2 separate regions of the Danio rerio genome follow, and region 2 is linked to region 1. A link is a contact called in public Micro-C data. All regions are on one chromosome and are shown on one strand. Each heading gives the region's core, a stretch centred on a gene start, on an enhancer-like site or on the middle of the called end of the contact. The rest is flanking DNA. Distances are from core to core; before and after follow the strand shown.

Evidence for each region. A called contact is a pair of places that touch in the nucleus more often than the background predicts.
Region 2: a Micro-C map of caudal fin shows a contact between it and region 1, with 5 times the contacts expected there. The contact joins the enhancer-like site here to the promoter of abcd2 in region 1. A contact is called at or near these places in 2 of 18 Hi-C or Micro-C datasets (caudal fin and hematopoietic stem cells) and 1 of 4 datasets of contacts at active chromatin or transcription factors (embryo).

What each region holds. Positions count from the first base shown.
Region 1 is chr4:73,007,722-73,013,293 of GRCz12tu, forward strand. It overlaps abcd2 (ATP binding cassette subfamily D member 2), which reads left to right and starts at 2,752. Exons shown (of 10, transcript XM_073948361.1): 1 at 2,752-3,876. The coding sequence starts at 2,935. redic1 (regulator of DNA class I crossover intermediates 1) reads right to left here and starts at 1,203. Exons shown (of 12, transcript XM_068220829.2): 1 at 871-1,203; 2 at 665-707; 3 at 1-109. The coding sequence starts at 893. It also overlaps a transcript of tmem19 not described here.
Region 2 is chr4:73,108,707-73,114,851 of GRCz12tu, forward strand. si:cabz01066312.1 reads left to right here. Exons shown (of 33, transcript XM_073948068.1): 4 at 2,909-3,046; 5 at 5,225-5,362; 6 at 5,670-5,837. It also overlaps a transcript of tmem19 not described here. Among named protein-coding and RNA genes, the nearest start is that of si:cabz01066312.1, 51 kb to the left of the region's middle. Within about 2 kb of position 2,860, at least 6 of the 62 cell types and tissues checked have an H3K27ac peak or open chromatin away from gene starts, as enhancers often do. A contact at or near this core is called in caudal fin, where this site is marked.

The DNA.
Region 1 (5,572 bases), core at 1,502-4,001:
GGTTGGCGATGAATAACGACAGCAGGTCCACATTTCCGGTGCTCTGCTCTTGCGTTTTTCTCAAGTCTGGAGTTGTATGTCTTTTCATCTTTTGCTTCTGAAAAAACGCCTTGAGGAAGAAAAGACAATCAGAGAATAGTTTTCAAATTTAAACAACACTAAAATGAAAACACTGTATCCTTACTATTTAATACAAATTTACCTGAGTGTAATTTCCCCCCTCACATTATTTAAAATACAGTTTTAATGAATTTGTTATGATTTTTTAAATCACCACAGAACAGGAATCTAGCCATGATAACGTTAACGTTACGTCTTTGGCTACTATCAATAACTTAGCATAATTTTTGACACTGTAAACGATCATTTCTGGAGATTTTTTGCATAAATTTGAAGGGTGGGTTTACTGTTGGGGGTTAATATTTTGTATAACCCCGTCTCTAAATGAGAAATGTGATTCAAACCGAAAAATTTTCGCAGACATTTTGTTTGCCGCCATTTCACAAACCAAGGTTAACGTCGCCATACAAATAGCTGGAGGTAATTCAAGTATGGTTATTAAGCCAATTTATGAAAGTTATGAATGTGTTATCACTAAAAAATGTATTAAAAACATCAAATAATTGATGTGAAGCGATTTAAACAACTCGAAGATTATACTCACTCTCAGTCTTGCCGTGTCGTCTTTGTTTTTGATACACCTGCTCCTAATTAGTCAAAATGAGAAAAATATAAGACGAATTATGTAATTAATTAGTTTATACAACGTAGTTTAAACTATCATTGTTGACCTCTAAGTAATACTTATCGTATGATGATATAAAGTCAGTCATTAGTAAACTAAAGTGAAGTTAGCAGATTAGCACTGACCGAGATCCTCCGACCCAGTTCATGTTGCGGTTATAAACGACGGTTATAAATCCCACACACGGTCTCTCTTTGTTGATAAGTTAACTTTACCAAAATACTGACAGCGCACAGTTGTTAACTCTTTATGTTTATGGTGTCATTAGACACGTGTCAATACTGATAAGGTGTAAGATTAATATTAAGATAAGAGATAATCGCGTGATGGTGCAGCGTTTGTGCTCGCGCGCGAGGGAACTCTCAGTCATATGACATCATCATCATCACCATCATCACAGCCAACATCAGCAATACATTTTCTTTTTCCTTTCTTTTATTTTATTTCTTTTAAGAATTGGGTTTTAACTACCTTTGAGCTAAAATAATATTATTCATAAATAAAAAATAAGAAAAATAATTATTATTAATAATTAATAAATGTACAGTGCTCACTCAGCATATATGAGTACAACCCATTTTGAAAATGAATATTTGTATCCATTTCTCAGTTATATATATATATATATATATATATATATATATATATATATATATATATATATATATATATATATATATACAGTTGAAGTGAGAATAATAAGCCCCTCTGAAATATAAAAACAATTAAAACTGCTTTTATTCTAGCCAGAATAAAACAAATAAGACTTTCTCCAGAAGAAAAAAATATTATCAGACATGCTGTGAAAATTTCCTGAATCATATATATATATATATATATATATATATATATATATATATATATATATATATATATATATATATATATATATATATATATATGAAAGTGTGTGTGTGCATTTAAACAATACAGATTCATGAAATAAACAGATATATTTAATAAAATAATTTGTTAGTCAGCGAATATCTTTAGAAATGGAAAAATATTACATTTAAATCCATGCAAAATAGTGCAAAAGGAATGACAAACTACAACATTTCAATAAAATTATATATATATATATATCTCTTTCTATTTTTGAAAAATGTATTTAATACTTTTTCTATAATGTAAAAAATTATTAAAAGTTATTTTGTTAGATTTGGCTTCAGTACTGACTAAACTAATGTATATGCACAGATATAATACTGTATAGCTTCCAATAAAAATTTTAATTTAAATGAGAGATTTGTGGGAGATTTGTGTTCATTATTTATTTTATTATTGGGGAAACAAAACAAAACATCATCATCATCATCATTATTATTATTATTTGAAAACAAAACCAAAACTTTGTTTGTTTATTTATTTTATTATTATTATTAGGGAAAATAATAAACTAATTTATTTCAGTGCTGATGTGCAACTCAGGCATTTACATAATAATAAAATCGTAAAAGGAGCTCACACAAACAAATAAACAAGCAAACAAATAATGTACAGTTTTTTTGTTTTTATTATTTTCACCTGTTAATAAATATAATTATGATTCAGATTGTTGCAGAGGGGTGCAGTGGAGTCAAAAAAGCAAAAATAAAAATATTTATAAACTTATAATATAAATATAATCCATACATATATCCAAACATCATAACAGTTGACACAAAATCCATAATCAAATGCGATTTATTTAAATAAATAAATAAATAAAATTACATTAAAGCATATTTAAATATAGAAAACACATTTCATTTAAATACTGTAAAATGCATGAATAAATGACGAGTAAAAAAAATAATACTGTTAAATATCGCATAAATATATACATTTTATTCTTATTATTTACACAAAGATTGCGGGGGTCGTTTTCCTTGCACGGGCACGAGGATGAACATATTTGGAGGTCCGTTGCATTTAGAGGTTGAAAACCCCTGGATCAGACCATTCCGTTATATTTAAATACGTCAAGCGCTGCAGCCAATCAGCGTGAAGAGAGGGGCGTACCCAAATGAGGAAAACCCGAATGACGGAAACATCATACCTAGCGGCGCTGCCTCCTGCTTCAACCTCACGGTACCATGAAATTCATCTACACGCTCTCTAATTAACGCATCGGATGGCCCTATGGATGTATCCGGGAACGAACTGCAGATAGCGAACTACTTAGCTTAGCAAAAGCGGGATACAAAATGAGCAACATTCTGCATGCGGCATCAACGGGGAAATGGGACCGGAGCACTGCGGCGAAGAGAGCGCTGTTCCTGGCGGCCGCCGCATACGGGGCGAAAACCCTCTACCCCATCCTCTGCAGACAACTCCAACAACGCAAAACGAGCAGGAACCACACGCCAGCCGCGGGACACGAAAACGGCTCGTTAGCCATCCACAAAGCTCCACCGGAGACTTTGAGCACCGTTAAATCGCCCGGTGTCGACGCGGAATTCTTCAAGCAGATTCTCGCACTGGTCAAAATCGTTTTCCCGAGGTTCATCACCAAGGAGCTGGGCTTGCTATGTTTGCATTCGGTGGCGTTAGTGTCACGGACGTTTTTGTCTATTTACGTGGCCGGTTTGGACGGCAAAATAGTGAAGACGATCGTGGAGAAGCAGCCGCGGAGCTTCATGATCAAACTGATGAAATGGCTCCTGATCGCCATACCGGCGACATTCGTCAACAGCGCGATCCGTTATCTGGAGTGCAAGCTGGCGCTCGCGTTCCGCACGCGTCTGGTGGATCACGCGTACAAGACCTACTTCACCGACCAGACCTACTATAAGGTCAGCAATATGGACGGGAGGCTGGCGAACCCCGACCAGTCGCTGACCGAGGATGTGATGATGTTCTCGCAGTCCATCGCGCATCTGTACTCGAACCTCACTAAGCCCATCCTGGACGTGATTCTGACTTCGTACACGTTGATACAGACGGCGCGGTCCCGGGGGGCGAACGCGAGCGGGCCCACGCTGCTGGCCGGTCTGGTGGTGTTCGCCACGGCGAAGGTCCTGCGCGCCTGCTCGCCCCGCTTCGGGAAGCTGGTGGCGGAGGAGGCTCACCGGAAGGGCTACCTGAGATATGTGCACTCTAGGATCATCGCCAACGCCGAGGAGATCGCCTTCTATAGGGGACACAAGGTGAAGGGGGAACCATACATGCCTCAGATCAAGTCTGCTTTATGTAAACACGAGTTATGTAACAGATAATAGCTGTGGTGGTGTTGTTCATGAAATGAGGAAACGCTGTACTGTACTGTATGTGGAGGAGCACAAAACCGGTCTTAAAGGGATAGTTCACCCCAAAATGAACGCTGATAAACGCGGAGAAAAAAAGAAGTCAAGTACGTTTTAAAATTCAAAACACGGAGTGTTTACTCACTCACTCACTACTAAATAACCTTCTTTTTTTCTGTTGAACACTAAAGAAGATACTTTGAAGAATGTGTGCATGTACTTTTATAGAGGGGAAACAAACATTGAATCAGTGTGGGTACTGGTTTTAAATGTGTTTTCGTTGTGTTCAACAGAAAAAAAAAGAAGTGTGATGGATGACTGTCCCTTTAAAGGGGTAGTTCACATAAATATTAAAATTTACTCACTGTTTATTCACCCTCAAGTACTTCTAAAAGTTTGTTTTGAGTTTGTTTCTTCCGTTGAACAAAAAATAAGATAGTTTGAAGTATGTAACTGGTAACCATTAGCTGCGTCCCAAATGGCACACTCATGCACTATGTACTTATGCACTTACACACTCAACAGGATAGTATATGTATGTAGAGGCGTCCCAAATGCCACGCTAATGTTTTTTTACTAAGCGGAAATTCAAACCGTTTCCCTGATGACGTTTGACGGTTGCCAAATCAGTGAAATAATCGACCGAATTATCAAATAATACCTGCCGTGAGTATTGCCGCATTCACCATCGGGAGGCGCTATAATCACTCTCGTAGGAGAATTTTGCTTTCACCATCCAAAATAAATAAAGTTATTCAACATGTGCGTCCGATAGCTCCGCCCCTTCCGCTACGTGAGCAAACCTGCGGTCGTTGAGTGCGTGAAGTCTCCATCATTCCACACTTCATTTTAGCGGCTGAATGAGTGCATCATCCGGGTAATTGAAGTGCACTTATTATTTTTAGAGTTTTCAGTGTGAACACACTACTTACACTATTCATACTACAAAATGGCGTAGAGCCAACATTTTAAACCAGCGTCATATTGACGCCAAATACTGATATTTATTCGTCAGGTATGACAACCAAAATCTAACGTCTGATAGATGTCGTAGTGGTAACGTCCACACAACGTCAAGCTGTAACATCATTAGACGCTGATTAATTTAATTATAATTAGACGTTGATATTTTGTTGTTTTTAGGTTGTATAGGAAAGTGACCAAAATCCAACGTCAAGCCAACATCTCAAACCAGCGTCATATTGACGCCAAATACTGACATTTATTCGTCAGGTATGGCAACCAAAATCTAACGTCTGATAAACGTCACAGTGACGTTCACACAACGTCAAGCTGTAGCCTCATTAGACGCTGATATTTTGTTGTTTTTAGGTTGCGTTAAAAAGTAACCAAAACGCAACGTCTGTCTGACGTTGGACATTAACGTCGATCTGACATTGAGTTCTGATGCTAACACGATTTTCATTTCCACCCAAAATGCGACGTCCCACGACGTGATGTCCTGAGCCTGCCGGGAGGTATTGAAAAACAAAAATAGGAGCAGTTATTTGATTTTCATCTTAAAATTCAAAACACAGACCATTTTCTTAGAGATGGGTTGCGCCTGGAAGGGCATCCGCTGTGTATAAAACATGCTGAA
Region 2 (6,145 bases), core at 1,610-4,109, 100 kb after region 1:
GTTTTTATGGCAGTGTTAGATATCAATTTTTGACGTGTTTTTATGGCAATGTTACGTGTCAATTTTTGACGTGTTTTTTTTTTTTACGACAGTGTTATATGTAAATTTTTTCTGTGTTTTTATGGCAGTGTTAGATATCAATTTTTGACGTGTTTTTTATGGCAATGTTACATGTCAATTTTTGACGTGTTTTTTTTTTACGACAGTGTTACATGTAAATTTTTGACTTTTTTTTACGACAATGTTATATGTAAATTTTTGACGTGTTTTTTTTACGGCAATGTTACATGTCAATTTTTGACGTGTTTTTTTTTACGACAATGTTACATGTAAATTTTTGACTTTTTTTTTACGACAATGTTACATGTAAATTTTTGACGTGTTTTTTTTACGGCAATGTTACATGTCAATTTTTTATGTGTTTTTTTATGGCAATGTTACATGTCAATTTTTGACGTGTTTTTTTACGGCAATGTTACATGTAAATTTTTTACACTTTTTTTACGGCAATGTTACATGTCAATTTTTGACGTGTTTTTTTTTACGACAGTGTTATATGTCAATTTTTTATGTGTTTTTTATGGCAATGTTACATGTCAATTTTTGATGTTTTTTTTTTACGGCAATGTTACATGTCAATTTTTGACATGTTTTTTTACGGCAATGTTACATGTAAATTTTTGACGTGTTTTTTTTACGGCAATGTTACATGTCAATTTTTGACGTGTTTTTTTTTACGACAGTGTTATATGTCAATTTTTTATGTGTTTTTTATGGCAATGTTACATGTCAATTTTTGACGTGTTTTTTTTTACGGCAATGTTACATGTAAATTTTTGACGTGTTTTTTTTACGGCAATGTTACATATCAATTTTTGACATGTTTTTTTTTACGGCAATGTTACATGTAAATTTTTGACATGTTTTTTTTACGGCAATGTTACATGTAAATTTTTGACATGTTTTTTTTTTTACGGCAATGTTACATGTAAATTTTTGACGTGTTTTTTTTACAGCAATGTTACATGTCAATTTTTGACGTGTTTTTTTTACGACAGTGTTATATGTCAATTTTTTATGTGTTTTTTATGGCAATGTTACATGTCAATTTTTGACGTGTTTTTTTTTACGGCAATGTTACATGTAAATTTTTCACGTGTTTTTTTTACGGCAATGTTACATATCAATTTTTGACATGTTTTTTTTTTACGGCAATGTTACATGTAAATTTTTGACGTGTTTTTTTTACGGCAATGTTACATGTCAATTTTTGACGTGTTTTTTTACGGCAATGTTACATGTCAATTTTTGACGTGTTTTTTTTTACGACAGTGTTATATGTCAATTTTTTATGTGTTTTTTATGGCAATGTTACGTCAATTTTTGATGTGTTTTTTTTACGGCAATGTTACATGTAAACTTTTGACGTGTTTTTTTTACGGCAATGTTACATATCAATTTTTGACATGTTTTTTTTTTTACGGCAATGTTACATGTAAATTTTTCACGTGTTTTTTTTACGGCAATGTTACATGTCAATTTTTGACATGTTTTTTTACGGCAATGTTACATGTAAATTTTTCACGTGTTTTTTTTACGGCAATGTTACATATCAATTTTTGACATGTTTTTTTTTTTTACGGCAATGTTACATGTCAATTTTTGACGTGTTTTTTTACGGCAATATTACATGTCAATTTTTGACGTGTTTTTTTTTACGACAGTGTTATGTCAATTTTTTATGTGTTTTTTATGGCAATGTTACGTCAATTTTTGATGTGTTTTTTTTTACGGCAATGTTACATGTAAATTTTTGACGTGTTTTTTTTACGGCAATGTTACATATCAATTTTTGACATGTTTTTTTTTTTTACGGCAATGTTACATGTAAATTTTTGACGTGTTTTTTTTACGGCAATGTTACATGTCAATTTTTTACATGTTTTTTTTACGGCAATGTTACATGTAAATTTTTGACGTGTTTTTTTTACGGCAATGTTACATGTCAATTTTTGACATGTTTTTTTTTTACGGCAATGTTACATGTCAATTTTTGACATGTTTTTTTTATGGCGATGATAGATGTCAATTTTACATGTTTTTTACGACGATGTTAGATTTAAATTCTTGACGTGTTATATCACGTTTTGACGTGGCTTTTTATGCCAATGTTAGGTTTCAAGTTTTGACGTGTTTTTTACGCTGTTTTTTATGTTAGATGTCAATTTTTTTATATGCGTTTTGACACTAATATTAATGTCTGTTTTTGATGTGTTTTTAACCCCAATAGTAAATGTCCATGTTTTATGCTTTTAAGACCAATGTTAGATGTTTATGTTTGATGTTTTTTTTTTGTTTTGTTTTTTGACATCAAGGTAGTTTACATGCGTTGTAGGGAAGTGAATCCAGTGTAATTTGTAATTGAAGCTTTCAGATAAACAAAAACTTTCTTATATTATAAAACTTTAGTCTCGTTATTTTTGGCTATCAACAGGGCATTAATATGTGGATGTCAAACAGACGTCAAGCTTTTGACAGCAAATCAGTTAGCATATTAGACATCATGCCATTTTATGTCTGAAATTGAAAAAAAAATCCTCTATAAATTCATTCATTTTAGGCCACAAAAAACTATAAGATGTCTTGTAAAATCCAAAGGCGCTAGTTAACGTAAGTGCAGATGTGTGGTTATCTCTCCGTATCAGCTCTGCGGGTTAAATCTGTCCTCTGATAACTGCAGTGTCATTTTAGGGTGGTGCTGATAATGAGCCACAAATAACACAGCTGTCTTTGGCAGAGCTGTGTAGACGTTTGCGATGTTAGCATGCGTGTCTGAGCTTGGCTAATGAATTACCTAAGCAGCGCTGCATGTCTTCAGCTGTCTGAGGCGCGGTGTTTTGTTTCGCAGCTCTACAATGAGGAGGTGCTGGACCTGTTCGACTCCACCCGAGAAGTCAAGAAATCCAACATCAAGATCCACGAAGACGCCAATGGAGGGATTTACACAGTGGGAGTCACCACTCGAACCGTCAGCTCGGAAGCAGAGGTCGGTTTATATGAGGGTCTTCTGCACTTGCTTCACAGTCTAAAATGTGTATGTGCAAACAAACCGACAAACAAACAAGCAGTTAAATACACATATTAAACTTATTTATATAATAACATGTAATAACAAATAACATATAATAAACTTATTATTTGTTGCTCCTAATAGTTAGATAGGCAACAAGACTGTAGTTAGTGTATACACTTTTTTATTAAATATAAATAACTTTTTCTTTAAATATTAATAAAAATAAATTAGTTTTATAAATATTAGTTAACTTTCCCCCTAAAATACATATATAATCACAAAGAAAGAAGAAAAGAAGTAGGAAAAACCTATCAAGCTGTAAATAAATATGTTTAAAGTGATTTCTTACAATAATACAATCATGTTATTAAGTTATGAACTTTTATTTTTAGGTGTGTATATTTTTATCATTTTAATTATTATTATTTTTTTATTGATCTTTTTATTAATTATTTGTATTCAACATGTAGGTTTTATTGTTGCAAATATTGGTTTGACAATAAGGTTGTATTAGTTAATGTCTGCTCATGTTATCACAATAGTTCAGTGAGTGCATTAGCTAATGTTAACAAGTATATTTTATTAATTATTAAACGCTGAGAAGTATTAGTTTTTATGTTAGTAAATAGCCTACATTAAAGGACAATAACAAATAAAAACCTTACTATAAATAAGTGTGACCAGTCTGTTTAATATTAGTATTAATAATAATTCAGTTCTCTTAGTATGTTGGAATTATTACATGGTAAATAAATGCTATATTCTATTTTTTATATGATTAATTATTGTAATATTCATATAAAATGTATATTATTGTACATGTTTATTGTTGAATGTTTGGATTGTTTTAAATAAATATCTTTAATACAGTTATTTAAATTATTACAGTTAAGTTTAACATTTTTGAAAGCTAATATAATATAATATAATATAATATACTGTAATATAATATAATAAAACATAATATATTATAATATAATATAGTATAATATAATATAATATAATATAATATAATATAATATAGTATAATATAATACATAATAATACTAATATGATACAATGTATAATAATACTAATATAATATAATATAATATGATATAATATAAAAATATAATATATAGTATAATATAATATAAAATAAAAAATATAATATAATATAGTATAATATAATATAATATAATATGATATGATAATATAATATAGTATAGTATAATATTAATATAATATAATACATAATAATACTAATATGATATAATGTATAATACTAATATAATACTAATATAATATAATATACAATATATAATAATACTAATATAATATTTATTAATATAATATTATATAAATTAATATAATATGATATAATATAAAATAATATAATAAAAAATAATATAATATACTAATATAATATAATAATATAATATATTATAATATAATATAAAATATTATAATATAATACTAATATTATATAATGCTAATATAATATAATACAAAATAATAAAATATAATATAGTATTAAATATTATAATATAAAATAAAAAATAATATAATGTAATACTAATATAATATAATACTAAAATAATATTATATTATAAAATATAATATAATTAAATATAATATAATATAATATAAAATAATATAATATAATAAAAATAATATATTATAATATAGTATAAAATAATATAAAATAAAATAATATAATATAATACAATACAATATAACATAATATAAAATAATAAAATATAATATAATACTAATATAATATAATGTAATATACTAATATAATATAATAATAATAATATAAATAATATAAAATAATAAAATATAATATAGTAATAAATATAATCTAAAATAAAAAAAATTATATTATATAATACTAATATAATATAAAAATATAATATAAAATAATATAATATAATATAATATAATATAATATAATATAATATAATATAATATAATAAAGATAATATAATATAAAATAATATAATAATGTATGAAGTAAGTTTGTTTGTTTTTAATAACAGTTGTAATAATTTCCTCTGAACAGTCCTGAATTATTTCATGAGCTGAGTTATTCCTCTGTGTGTGTGTGTGTGTGTGTGTGTGTGTGTGTGTGTGTGTGTGTGTGTGTGTGTGTGTGTGTGTGTGTGTCAGATGATGCAGTGTCTGAGACTGGGCGCTCTGTCCCGCACCACCGCCAGCACTCAGATGAACGTCCAGAGCTCTCGATCTCACGCCATCTTCACCATCCACCTGTGCCAAGTGCGCGTCTGTGCCTCAGACAATGTACAGGTGGGTGCCGCTGCTGCTTCACTCTCACCGCTGATCAATACACTCTCACGCTTATCAGACACCGGCCAGCTTTTTTAGCAATGTTTGAGAAATGATGCCCCAACCCGGTGGACACCGGGCAACTCATTAGTAGTGTGAGATACAGATCTCCAATCTCCATTATTGCGCTCTCTCTCTCACATACACACACACACACACACACACACACACACATATAGACAGGCAGGGTAAGTGTGTTGAAGTCTACAGTGTGAGCAGTGTGTTTCCCCCAGTGATCTCCACAGTGTGTGTTGTTGCTCTCCTCCAGGACTCAGAGTCTGATAACCGGCTGCTGAACGGCTCCTCCGAGATGAACGAGTTCGAGACGCTCACGGCCAAGTTCCACTTTGTGGATTTAGCCGGATCTGAGCGGCTCAAGAGAACCGGAGCCACAGGAGACCGAGCCAAAGAGGGAATCTCCATCAACTGCGGACTGGTGAGTCATAATGATAATAATAATAATAATATTAATCATGCGGCACGGTGGCTTAGTGGTTAGCAATGTCACCGTACAGCAAGATGGTCGCTGGTTCGAGCCTCGGCTGGGTCAGTTGTAATTTTTGTGTGGAGTTTGTATGTTCTGCACCACAGTCCAAACACATGCGCTATAGATGAACTAAATCTTCTGTAGTGTGTGTGAGAGAGAATGAGTGTGTATGGATGTTTCCCAGTACTGGGTTGCAGCTGAAAGGGCATTCGCTGTGTAAAACATATACTGTATAAGCTGGCGGTTCATTTCACTTT